Linked DNA regions of Mus musculus: region 1 is linked to region 2. Evidence: chromatin contacts called from public promoter capture Hi-C data. All regions are on one chromosome and are shown on one strand. Each heading gives the region's core, a stretch centred on a gene start, on an enhancer-like site or on the middle of the called end of the contact. The rest is flanking DNA. Distances are from core to core; before and after follow the strand shown. Region 1 holds the start of Ndufab1 (NADH:ubiquinone oxidoreductase subunit AB1). Region 2 holds the start of Zfp143 (zinc finger protein 143).

Region 1 (6,060 bases), core at 3,021-5,520, about 12 Mb before region 2:
TGTGAGGAGTCAAATATAGGTTGCTTTAGGCTGGAGAGGTGGCTCAGCAGTTAAGAGCACTGACTGCTCTTCCAGAGGGCCTGAGTTCAATTCCCAGGATGGTGGCTCATCTGTAATGGGATCTAATGCCCTCTTCTGGTGTGTCTGAAGAGAGCACTGTAGTGTACTCATGTACAGAAAATGAATAAATATTTTTTTAATGTAGGTTATTTCGTAAATAAATGAATCTTTAAAAAGAAAATGTGGGGGGCTGGTGAGATGGCTCAGTGGGTAAGAGCACCCGACTGCTCTTCTGAAGGTCCAGAGTTCAAATCCCAGCAACCACATGGTGGCTCACAACCATCCCTAACAAGATCTGACTCCCTCTTCTGGTGTGTCTGAAGACAGCTACAGTGTACTTACATATAATAATAAATAAATCTTTAAAGAAAAAAAAAAAAAAAAAAAAAGAAAATGTGGGTTCTTAAAGAAGCTTGACCATGACAAGGCAGAATGGTTGCACCAAAAATATATATAAAGATAAGTGGGAGGAGTCTCTGGCTTTGATTTTAGATTAGGAGAAACAAGCATGTTTATGGGTTCATAGGAAAGAACCAGACAGACTATTAAAGGTAGGGAAACGGATAAGGACATCATAATGCTTGCTTAGCATGCACAGGATAGTGAGTTGAAAACCACAGAGAGTATCCACTCATTGGTCTTCCCTCTTCTTGATTTTCTTGTGTTTTGCAAATTGTATCTTGGGTGTTCTCTGTTTCTGGGCTAATATCCACTTATCAGTGAGTGCATATCTAATGACGTCTTTTGTGATTGGGTTACCTCACTAAGGATGATATCCTCCAGATATATCCATTTGTCCAAGAATTTCATAAATCCATTGTTTTTAATAGCTGAGTAGCACTCCATTGTGTAAATGTACCACATTTTCTGCATCCATTCTTCTGTTGAGGGACATCTGGGTTCTTTCCAGCTTCTGGCTATTAGCAGAAGATGGCCTAGTCAGCCATCACTGGGGTGTGTACTAGACAGGCACTGGGGGTGCTACTCACAGTGACCGGAGTACTACTCAAAAGACTCTGCCCTCCCTCGTCTGTCATTTTCTTTAAATATTTTGAGATGGTTTTGCTATGTGGCCAAGCCTGACCTTGAACTCCAGGTTCTCTTATTTTGTCCTTTCAAGTGCTGGGATGACAGGTGTGCACGAGTGTGCCCGGCTTATCTAGGACGCCTCTTAATTACTCATCTTCCCTAGTTCGAGGCTAGCCTGGTCTACAGAGTGAGTTCCAGGACAGCCAGAGCAACACAGAGAAACCCTGTCTCGAAAAACCAAAATAAGAAAAAAGAAAAGAAAATGCCTAAGTATGATTTCCTTGGCACTCTGGATTTTCTCACTGTCTCTATGAAGAGCCGCCCTTTTTTCTACAGTTGCCCTTTGACTTCCGTGCCTGACCCAGAAGGCACGGCTTTCTCCCTCCCTGCCATGACCCTCCTCCTAGCAGCTGTCTGTATTTACAACTCCCCTGCCTTGTTTCTCTCTCAAACTAGTAAAATGGCCCTTCGGCTTAACACACAAACAAAACAATTAAAAAAACAAGCAAACAAAAAATAGTGGGGCAGTGGTGGTGTGTGCCTTTAATCCCAGCACTTGGGAGGCAGAGGCAGGCAGATCTCTGAGTTCAAAGCCAGCCGGGTCTACAGAGTGAGTTCCAGGACAGCCAGGGCTACACAGAGAAACCCTGTCTCCGGGGGGAAAAAAAAAAGAAAGAAAAGAAAGAAAGAATCAAAAGAAAACCAAAAAACCAACACACATGTCTGTTGCTATACAAAGAGAAACTTTAAGTTGGAAGTGGTTATTAAATCATCTGGATTTCAAATACTAAATAACTTTAACAAAATCTAGGAGTTGGGTGGAAGGAAACACACAGGCCATGCAGTGGCCATGCCTTAGCTAAGGTTCCCGGCCATAGCATCACAGGGCCCCATAAACCATTCCCACTCCTCACAGGAAAGGTCAGGATCTTTGGTTGAGATGGCAGTTATTGTAGGCTGAAGTCTTCACAATACTATGACCCCTCCTCCCAATTGTTTTTCCTTGAATACTCCCAATTTTTTTAATGCTCATGATCTCTCTCTCTCTCTCTCTCTTTTTTTTTTTTTTTGTTTGCTTTTTGAGACAGGGTTTCTCTGTGTAGCCTTGGCTGTCCTGGAACTCACTTTGTAGACCAGGCTGGTCTCGAACTCCGAAATCTGCCTGCCTCTGCTTCCTGACTGCTGGGATTAAAGGCGTGTGCCACCACGCCTGGCTATGCTGATAATCTTTAAACAAGAGACTAGTGTCACAGATCTCCAGAAGTCAGGCTACATTAACTGTGTGCTGAGTGAATTCCAAAAGTTATTATACTTGTTGCTAGAAGAGGGCCTCTTTGGAAAGTAGTCAAGTCAAGTCTGAGGGGGATGTTAGTCCAAGTGACTGATCCTCAGGAAACACTGCTTTACCCAGTAGCACAGCTGAGACATAGTAAAATGCAGTGCCCGCATCAGTCAGGCAAGCCAAGGGGTTCTTCTCAAAGGAAGAAACTCATTAAACAAAGCCACTGAGGAACGTTATCAGTGAGCCCCTCCACATATATCCACACGGAGGTTGGCCCATTTGTAATCACACTTTTATCCCCACACTGACTTCTGAGCATGCTCAGTTTAAATCATTGATGAAGGTACTAGGCACATTTTTTAGGTTATGGGGTACACGTTTCTGATATTGAGAGGGATGAACAGGGCCGCTTCTAGGCATGTTCAACTTACACCAGAAAGTCTTAGCTGAAAACAAAGGAAAGGGCACTTTGAAGGTGCGTTAGTGCAGGAGTTTGACTTTGGTGTCTGCCTGCTTAGTGTCTAGTTGGTGTGTGGGCTTCACTTGTCCATTTTTGTTCACCGTCTCAGATCCTGAAGTGTCAAAATGAATTCTACCTGCAAAGCTGTAAGTAACCTGCCTAATCTGTAATATACACACATTGTCCAGTTTCGCTTTTGGCTGTACTGCAGACTGAACCTAGAACGGTCATGCTAGGCAAATTCCCTACATCCATGCATTATCAAAATTTAAAATATGTACTGTTGTACTTCACCATTTCCTGGTCTCCAGGTTACTGTAAGCACACGGAGTTTGGGAGGTTTGTGGAGGGGGGGGTTATTTGTTTATTTATCTATTTTGAGACAGGGCCTTGCTATGTAGTCTAGGCTACCACCATAAGATGATCCTCCTGCCTCAGCCTCTGGAGTTGGGAATGAGGACGTGACAGTCACACCTACTTGGCTACTAGTCTTAAAACTCACACTTATAATGTGTACTGAGTTTTCACTGAAACAACAATAACAAAATCTTAGCGCTATGGGAGAAACGTGACATATTTTATTTTTCAGAGATAGGGTTTCACTATGTAGCCCTGGCTGGCTTGGAACTTGCAGTGTAGACCAGGGTGTTCTTCAACTCTCAGAGATCCTCCTGGCTGCAGAGTGATGGTATTAATGTTGTTTGCCACTATGCCATGATCCCCACCCAACTTTTTTTTTTTTTCTGAAAATGATGCAGTTTTAATATACCATTCTGCAGAAAGGGACACAAAGAAAAGGCAAAAAATTACTGTCGAGTTGATTTTGCCCTGAAATTCCTGCCTCTTTCTCCCATAGGCTAGACATTATAAAATTCACAATCTAGCATATTCCCCTCTCAAATTCTCTATCCTTTTTATTTAGGAGGAAAAACCTTATTTAATGAATTAATTTGAGGCTTGAGAGTGCCCCTTTCGCTGATTGTGGGCCAACCCATATTGTTGATTGCCTAAAACTTCTCTTTATTTATTTATTTTTTAATTATTCACTTTACCTCCCCGCTCCCGGTCAGCCCCTCCCACAATCCTTCCCCCATCCCCATCCCCTTCTCCGTCTCTGAGATGGTGGGGACCCCCCTGGGTACCTCGCTACTTCAAGTCTCGGCGAGGCTAGGCGCTTCCTCTCTACTGACAGCCAACAATATATTTCAGAACTTTGGGAGAAGAATCAAGTCGGTTTCTCTTTTGGGTCAGTGACAGTGTTTAGGGTTAGATGGCATTTGTGCAGTTGCAACCACAGCAGCCCTTGTCCTTCTAAAGGAGGTGGGTGCAGCGCGGCTGGGAGCCGCTAGGGTCCGCCCGCGCCCGCGCAGCCCTCAAGCGCCGCTCTGTACGTCGCCGGCGTACGGCGCTAGCTGCGGCCGCGGCGGGAGGCTGCGGCGCAGTGCATCCTGGGTTGGCGTAGCCATGGCGTCTCGTGTCCTCTGCGCCTGTGTCCGCCGCCTGCCCGCGGCCTTCGCGCCGCTGCCCCGGCTTCCCACGTTGGCCTTGGCGCGGCCGCTCAGCACCACCCTATGCCCTGAGGGAATCCGGAGGAGACCCGGGGCTCTGCAGTCCGCCTTGGCGCTCGCGCAGGTGACTTGCGGTGACTTTGCCGGGGCTAGTCAGGGGTCAGGGCCCCGGGCCGTCCGGGTTGGGGGAGGGGCTGCACAGAACCTGCAGGGGTGATGGGGTACACGGCTAGCCCCACTGCCTGACGGGTTTTGGTTGACCCCTGTCGCGAAGCTAAGTGTCTTATGATTAGAGCACAGGACTTTGACCCAGTCTTTTTTTTTTTTTTTTTTTTTTTTTTTTGGTTTTTCGAGACTCTGTATAGCCCTGGCTATCCTGGAACTCACTTTGTAGACCAGGCTGGCCTTGAACTCAGAAATCCTCCTGCCTCTGCCTCTCGAGTGCTGGGATTAAAGGCGTGCGCCACCATGCCCGGCTTTTGACCCAGTCTTGACTGAAGAACAAAATTGGACACCAGCTCTCATCCTTGCGGAGTGGCAATGAAGTTTAGGTGAGAGTTCGAGTAGAGCACCTACTGCGATTGGCAATTACCGTGGTCACTTCCAAGGACGTACACAAGAGGAAAGCCACTTGCCCATAATAGTCCTCTGCAGAGTATTCTCTAGGTTCCCAGAGTTCTATTGTAATTTCCCCCCTGTGGCACCTTTTGTCTGTGAACTTTCTGGAAGTAAGGATAGGAAACAAGTCCTGTGTAGTTTGCATATTTGATGAAACCAGTGTGGGGCTTAAACTCTGTGAGGATGTCACTTTCAACCCTAACTAGCCCTCTTCCCGCTCCCCTTCTGACTCTTTCCGCTGGTATCAAGCCCTGGCATGGCGTTTTAAGTTCCAGTGTGCATGCAAGGTTAGGAAGTACTGTAGTAGACTTTGGGCCAAGTTGAAGAACCGATTCTCATACTCAGTGACCTTCCTGAAGTAGTGGTTTCAGTCACACCTGCACGCTACAAGAAGAGCTAAGGTTCTACATCCTGTGTTGAGATTCACCGACAGTGTAATAGATAGGCAGGCCATTGTCCCATTGGCTAGACCAAAAGGTTGTCATTATAAAAGTGTTAAAAGGGCAGTAAAGGGGGCTGGTGAGATGGCTCAGTGGGTAAGAGCACCCGACTGCTCTTCCGAAGGTCCAGAGTTCAAATCCCAGCAACCACATGGTGGCTCACAACCATCTGTAACGAGATATTTCGCCCTCTTCTGGTGTGTCTGAAGACAGCTACAGTGTACTTACATGTAATAAATAAATCTTTAAAAAAAAAAAAAGGGCAGTAAAGCTGCTGTGCCTTAGGATCTAGAGACCAATTTCAGATTAAGCTAAAATGTTACTTCTCAAACTTAAGTTGTGCATAAAGTATTTTTGTGGGCTTTCTAGATGGGGTCCTGGGACCATGCTTTGAACAGGTGGTGTGCTCTCTGTCTGCTTTATACAGATAGTAGAGGAACTGCTTTATGCTTACAGAATGGTTTTGGTTACGGTCATTCACAGATGTGGAGACACAGTTGTTTGCAAAACATTTTAGATTTGTTATTGGACTGTGGATGTCCTCTGCACAGCCAGAAAGCAGATGGTAAGCAAGCTTTGTTAAAGGGTTTTCTCTGACTCACCCAGCTTAGATGAGTGAAATCAGTTGGCTTGGAAGTTTCCAGAATATGGAGAGTAGAACAA
Region 2 (5,825 bases), core at 1,936-4,435:
TCTTTCTTTCTTTCTTTCTTTCTTTCTTTCTTTCTTTCTTTCTTTCTTTCTTTCTTTCCTTCCTTCCTTCCTTCCTTCCTTCCTTCCTTCCTTCCTTCCTTCCTTCCTTCCTTCCTTCCTTCCTTCTTTTGGTTTTTCGAGACAGGGTTTCTCTGTGTAGCCCTGGCTGTCCTGGAACTCACTCTGTAGACCAGGCTGGCCTCGAACTCAGAAATCCGCCTGCCTCTGCCTCGAGAGTGCTGGGATTACAGGCGTGGGCCACCACCACCAGGGTGTGGACACACTTTTAAATAGGGAAAAGATACAAACATTTCTCCAAAGATTGACAAAAAATAAACAGACAAATGCACAACAAGTGATTCATTTCACTAGCAATCAGAGAAGTGCAAACAAAACCCACAAGAGATGCTGCCACTCATTCTCAATAGGATGTCTATGGTAATATAGATGCCCTTGTGTGGGGTGAGACGAGGACTGTGAGACAAGTAGCTAAGTTTAAGAACAGCCTGGACGACATAACACAACCCTGCCTCAAACAGAACGGAACAAAACAGAGGACTAGGAAGAACTGGCAAAGGCGGCATAATCCCAGCACTTGGGAGGCAGAGGCAGGAGGATCTCAGTGAGCTCAAGCCCAGCCTGGTCTACAAAGCAGGACAGTGAGGACTAAACAGAGGTACCGTCCTTCAAAATAATAAGTAAATAAAAATAAATGAACATTACAAAGGCATGAAGAAATTAGAAATTATGAAACCCAGACTGGCCTTGAACCTCTAGCAATCATCATTCTATTACCCATGTGCTGGGATTACAGGTGGGCGCCCGGCCCCGGCTGTGAACACAGCTCCATTAGGGCATTACACCTGAGACAGAAACCCTGTCTAGAGGATCCAGACAATGACTTATGAGTAAAGGTGCTTCCTGCCAAGCCTGCTAAGACTCAACTCCCTGAGCAGGGCGTGGTGGCACACGCCTTTAATTCCAGCACTCGAAAGGCAGAGGCAGGCGGATTTCTGAGTTCGAGGCCAGCCAGCTCTGGTCTACAGAGTGAGTTCCAAGACAGCCATGACTACACAGAGAAACCCTGTCTCAACAAAACAAAACAAAACAAAACAACAACAAGACTTAACTCCCTGAGCCCCACATGGTGGAAAGAGACAACGCACTTCAGCTAGTTGTCCTCTGAACTCTGTACATACACTATGGCACAAACACACCAAGAAAATGAAAAAAAAAATGTAAATTTAGGTAGCTGGAGAGATGGCTCTGTGGTTAAAAATCACTGGTTGCTATTCTAGATGACCTGGGTTTGGTTCCCAGCACCAACATGATGGCTCACAATCAATCACTATAACTCCAGTTCCAGGGGACCTGACCCCTTCTTCTGGCCTCCCTGGGCACCAGGCCAAGTATTTTCTTGTTTAGTTGTTTGTTTGTTTGTTTTCATTATGAGACAAGGTTTTTCTGTGTATTCCTGCCTGGCTATCTAGAAATTCCATCTGTAGATTCACCTGCCTCCAGAGTGCTGGGATTATAAAGGCATGTACTAGCTCTATAGGCTTATTTTTCCCATTCCTGAGACAACCTCCAGTGTGACTGACTGCTGGCCTCCAATTAAGTACACAGCCAAAAATGACTCTGAACTGATCTTCCTGTCTCTACTCCCAAGTATGTATAGGTATACATTAGCATGGTGAGTTAATTTGCAGTCTTTAGGCCCGAATTTAAGGCCTTGTACCTGGTAGGTAAGCATTCCCCCACTCGCTATATCCTCAACCTGCTCTTCTCGTAGGATAGGGCCTTACTCCTAGGTAACTCAGGTTGGCCATAAACTCAATCTGTAGTGGAGGCAGGCCTTGAATTTGAAATTTCTCCTATTTTTGCCTTGATAGCTTAGATTTCAAAGTTGAACTACCAGACTTAGTTTGGACTATTTTAGGTGAATTTGAACGTGTGTATATTCTATCAAAAAGCTGTTATTAGTATACTTGAGATCAGGAACTCAGTGTGTAGCTAGCTGTAAATCTGTAATAAAGAGTAGTCTTGAAATCCTCTTGCCTCAGACTCCGATTGCTGGAATTATAGACAGAGACACCATGCCCAGATAAAACAAACCAAAATAAACAAAGGGGAAGAGTATTTGTAGAGTCGATTGACTCATCTCCAAATACTCAAAATGTCAGGGTAAGATTTATGCTTATTGTTTTGTGATCTTTACATTTCACAATGAATTTACTATATACTTAGAATGAAGAAAGTGTTAAAATGTTACACAAGTTTTTGCCGAATAGGGCTGAACGCATCTTTCCTAGTAAAATTTAGGACCAAACTGAACACAATCTGAAACGTGCAATTTCTCACATTCCCAACGGAATATGCCAGATGATTTGAATATTTCAAAAGGGAAGGCAGAACTTGATTCTAAACAAACAGATGGGCAGTGGTATTCATTTCTACTTATTGAAACATCGTTTAATGAAAGGGAGAAAGTAAAAAATGAGTGAACGAAAGTCCCATTATAAAACATTCCAAGAGACTATTTTTGAATATTCGATGTTAGGCCTCACAGACTTTTGAAGAAAAAAATTGTGAAAACGAATAAATGTGCCTACGATCAGAATAGGAAGAAACCCGGGGGCGATATGCAGGCGTGTCCCCAGCCGCGGGCCCCGCGCCCCTGCTGGGGCCTGCTGAGAACCGAGGCCCGGAGGCCCAGTCCGACCGGCTTCCACACCGAGCGAGCGCCCAGGGACTCGCTCCGCGCGAAGGTCAGGTCGAGCTGAGCCTCCCGGCTCCCGAGAGCTCCACCCTCCCCTCCTGCTCTCCCTCCCCTCAGCGGCCCCCTAAGGGGACAGGCGGGGCGCTGGGTGAAGGGGGGTGGGGTGGCGTCCTCAGAGGGAAAGGCTCCGCCGCCCTAGAGTGGCGGCCTCGGGTTATTAATAAACTCCGATTCTGCCCGGGCTGCGCTACGAAGGCGGCCGTAGGATCGGCCAGGCCTGAGGACCAGCATAAGCAGCTGGAGGGAGAGCCGGGGCCCGAGTGGGCCCGCGCCGCCGCACTGAGGGCGGCGGCCGGGCGGAGAATAATGCACACTGGGTAAAAACACATTTATATACGAACCTCCGAGAAAATTTTCCAACAATTCCTTCGTCCGACCACCATGCACCAGGACAGGAAACAGCCGCCCGGCCCCCAAGCCCCGCAACCCGCATAGCAATTCTGAGTCCCGCCCCTACCCTCCATTGGGCTGTCTTTACGTCACTCACTGGAAGACTCTTGCTCTCGATTGGTCTAGATTTAGCTGACGGGCAGGAAACCGCCACTAACTACGCCCACCTCACCTGCGTCATTGTTGCCTGACCTTCCTACCCGCTCATGAGTGGCTGGCGCCAGGTACGGAATCAAAGCTTCTGTGCCTGACTGGATGGCGAAACTGCTCATCGCGGACCACTCCGCCCCACGGACGAGTGAATTATGCCGATTCTGGGGCCCCAGCGGGAGGCGCCATTTTGTAGCAAGGGAGGGAGGTTCGTCCTTTTGATTGCCCGGGAGGGAAATAGGGTGATGGGCGCCATTTTCCCTACAGGGCTAATGTGGAACCCATGGAGCTCCCGGTGGCCCTGCCGGAGCGTGTATCGGAGGCCGGATGGGCCTTGCCTTTCTATTGCCGAGTGTTATTTCATTGGAAGGTTAGAGGAAGGCAGGAGGGCGGCCCGAACCTCCCACGCGCTCCCTAGGGGCTCTCGGAGTCGGCCGAGGCCTTCGCTTTGGGTCTCTGTGCCTAGCGCAGCTGATGCCGGAGACTGGGTTCGGAACCTGCCTGCCCTTCCCCAATCTCCGGGCATGACCATGCCATGGGAGGTTGAGCTTTCTGCTTCTGCGGAGATCCCGGCGGAGCCGAGCTTCCGCTGGGAGGCAAAGCGAATGCTCTTAGTGTGTCCGTGGACTTGTGGTCGCTCGGGTCCTTTGCATGCGCTTTCCCTGTTTTGTGAAACTGAAGGATGAAGAAAGCATCTGTTGGGCTCTTTAACCTATTGAGACATTAGTTGTGGCATGTGGTACGTTTTTTTTTTTTTTTAATCCTCTCGGCCCAACCCTTAAGCCATTTCCAATACAAGGCATTTCAGATAAGAGTGCAGTAGCCGCAGTACCAGGTGTATATTCCAATAAGATGAGGAGGTTGACCAGCATTAGCCGTCAGTCACTTGCATTTCAGGTGATGTCATTGATGAAGTCGAAAAATAGCCGGGAGAAACTTGAGTTTGTAACTAAATCTAGTCGGAACCTACAGTATTACCTTCTCTTGCCCTCACCCCATCTGAGACTTTAGTTTGCAGTATAGTTCAGTAGGCTATGAATTTAACCGGAGAGTATATCCCTAAGTGCTAAGAGTAGGCTGTATAGCCTATGCCACATAAGGCCCAATAAATCACAATTTTAAAATATTAATCTAACCAGGGCATAGTTACATAATCGGTACTCAAATGTCATTTGAAGGATCTCAGGACTTAGAATATACATCCTTTTATGGTTTTTGAGAGTGTGGCTGTCTGGCCTTGTATTTGCTATGTAGAGGGCAATTGATGACATGATCTTGACCTAATCCACCCACAACTCCTATCAAACCCTGGCAAGAAAGGTACATGACACCACTACTTTGTTTTGGTACTCTTGGACCTTTCTACCTCCACATGGCCAGTAATGGGATTATAGATAGGCATGTGCCACCATCTCTGGTTCTGAACAGTATTATTATTTTTTGCTTTTTTTTCCAGATGGGGTTTCTCTGTAGCCCTGGCTGTCCTGGAACTCACTCTGTAGACCAGGCTGGCCTTGAACTCAGAAATCCGCCTACCTCTGCCTCCTGAGTGCTGGGATTAAAGGCGTGCGCAAGCACTGCCCGGCCAGTATGAATATTGTTATGAACAATGGTTAAACATTCCTAGTGCAAATGCCACCACCATCTTGTTCATGGGTTTAATCCTCAAGGACACAAAACACTTGGACCCTTAAAAATTAGAATATGGGTCTCCAAGGTGAACAGCCTCTGGCATGTTGGAACAATGTAGCAGGAGATGTCAGAAAAGTTACCACAGGGATAACTGGCTTGTGGCGGCTTTTTGATCCTTCGATGTCGGCTCTTCCTATCGTTAAGCAGAATTCACCAAGCGTTGGATTGTTCACCCACTAATAAGGAACGTGAGCTGGGTGAGCTGAGTTTAGACCGTCGTGAGACAGATAAGGAGGTCGGCCAGTTCCTCCTGCCTTCTGCAAGAGGGTTCCCAGACTGCCCTTTGAGAATAAAATGGGAGGCCACAACCAAAGTCTTTTGGATAAAGCACCACCATGGACTATGCACTAGCACTAACCCGTTTGCCTGCCTTCCTTCCCAAGGCATAGATCTTACCCAGCATGGGAAAGATCCTCCCTCCCTCCCCCCTTCCACCATGCACTCAATAAAATAAAATGAATGAACGAAAAAAAAATTAGGGCATGACACTGGAATTTTAAAAAAGATTTTATTTAATGCTTCAGTGCTCTAACTGTATATACTGTATATATACAGCATGCCAGAAGAGGGCATCAGATCCTATTACCACCATGTGGTTGCTGGTTATTGAATTCAGGATCTCTGTAACCACTGTTATTTCTCCAACCACAGATGGCATTTTATGATCAAAACATTAAATCATTTTTAAGTTTAGTAAATCCTATACCTCAGGGTACTCAAGCTGTTAGGTGTTGTGATTTTATATATTCTATATATAGTAACCGTTTTAACATCACAAATGTCTCTAATTCTTTGTGAGCTTTGAAAGCATGAA

What was found. Promoter capture Hi-C pulls out the DNA fragments that hold promoters and counts their contacts.
Region 1: a promoter capture Hi-C map of cranial neural crest shows a contact between it and region 2. The contact joins the promoter of Ndufab1 here to the promoter of Zfp143 in region 2. A contact is called at or near these places in 2 of 39 promoter capture datasets (cranial neural crest and second pharyngeal arch cranial neural crest).

Annotation. Positions count from the first base shown.
Region 1 is chr7:122,100,058-122,106,117 of GRCm38.p6, reverse strand. Ndufab1 (NADH:ubiquinone oxidoreductase subunit AB1) reads left to right here and starts at 4,270. Exons shown (of 5, transcript NM_001360744.1): 1 at 4,270-4,463. The coding sequence starts at 4,296.
Region 2 is chr7:110,059,071-110,064,895 of GRCm38.p6, reverse strand. It overlaps Zfp143 (zinc finger protein 143), which reads right to left and starts at 3,185. Exons shown (of 16, transcript NM_001374618.1): 1 at 3,121-3,185.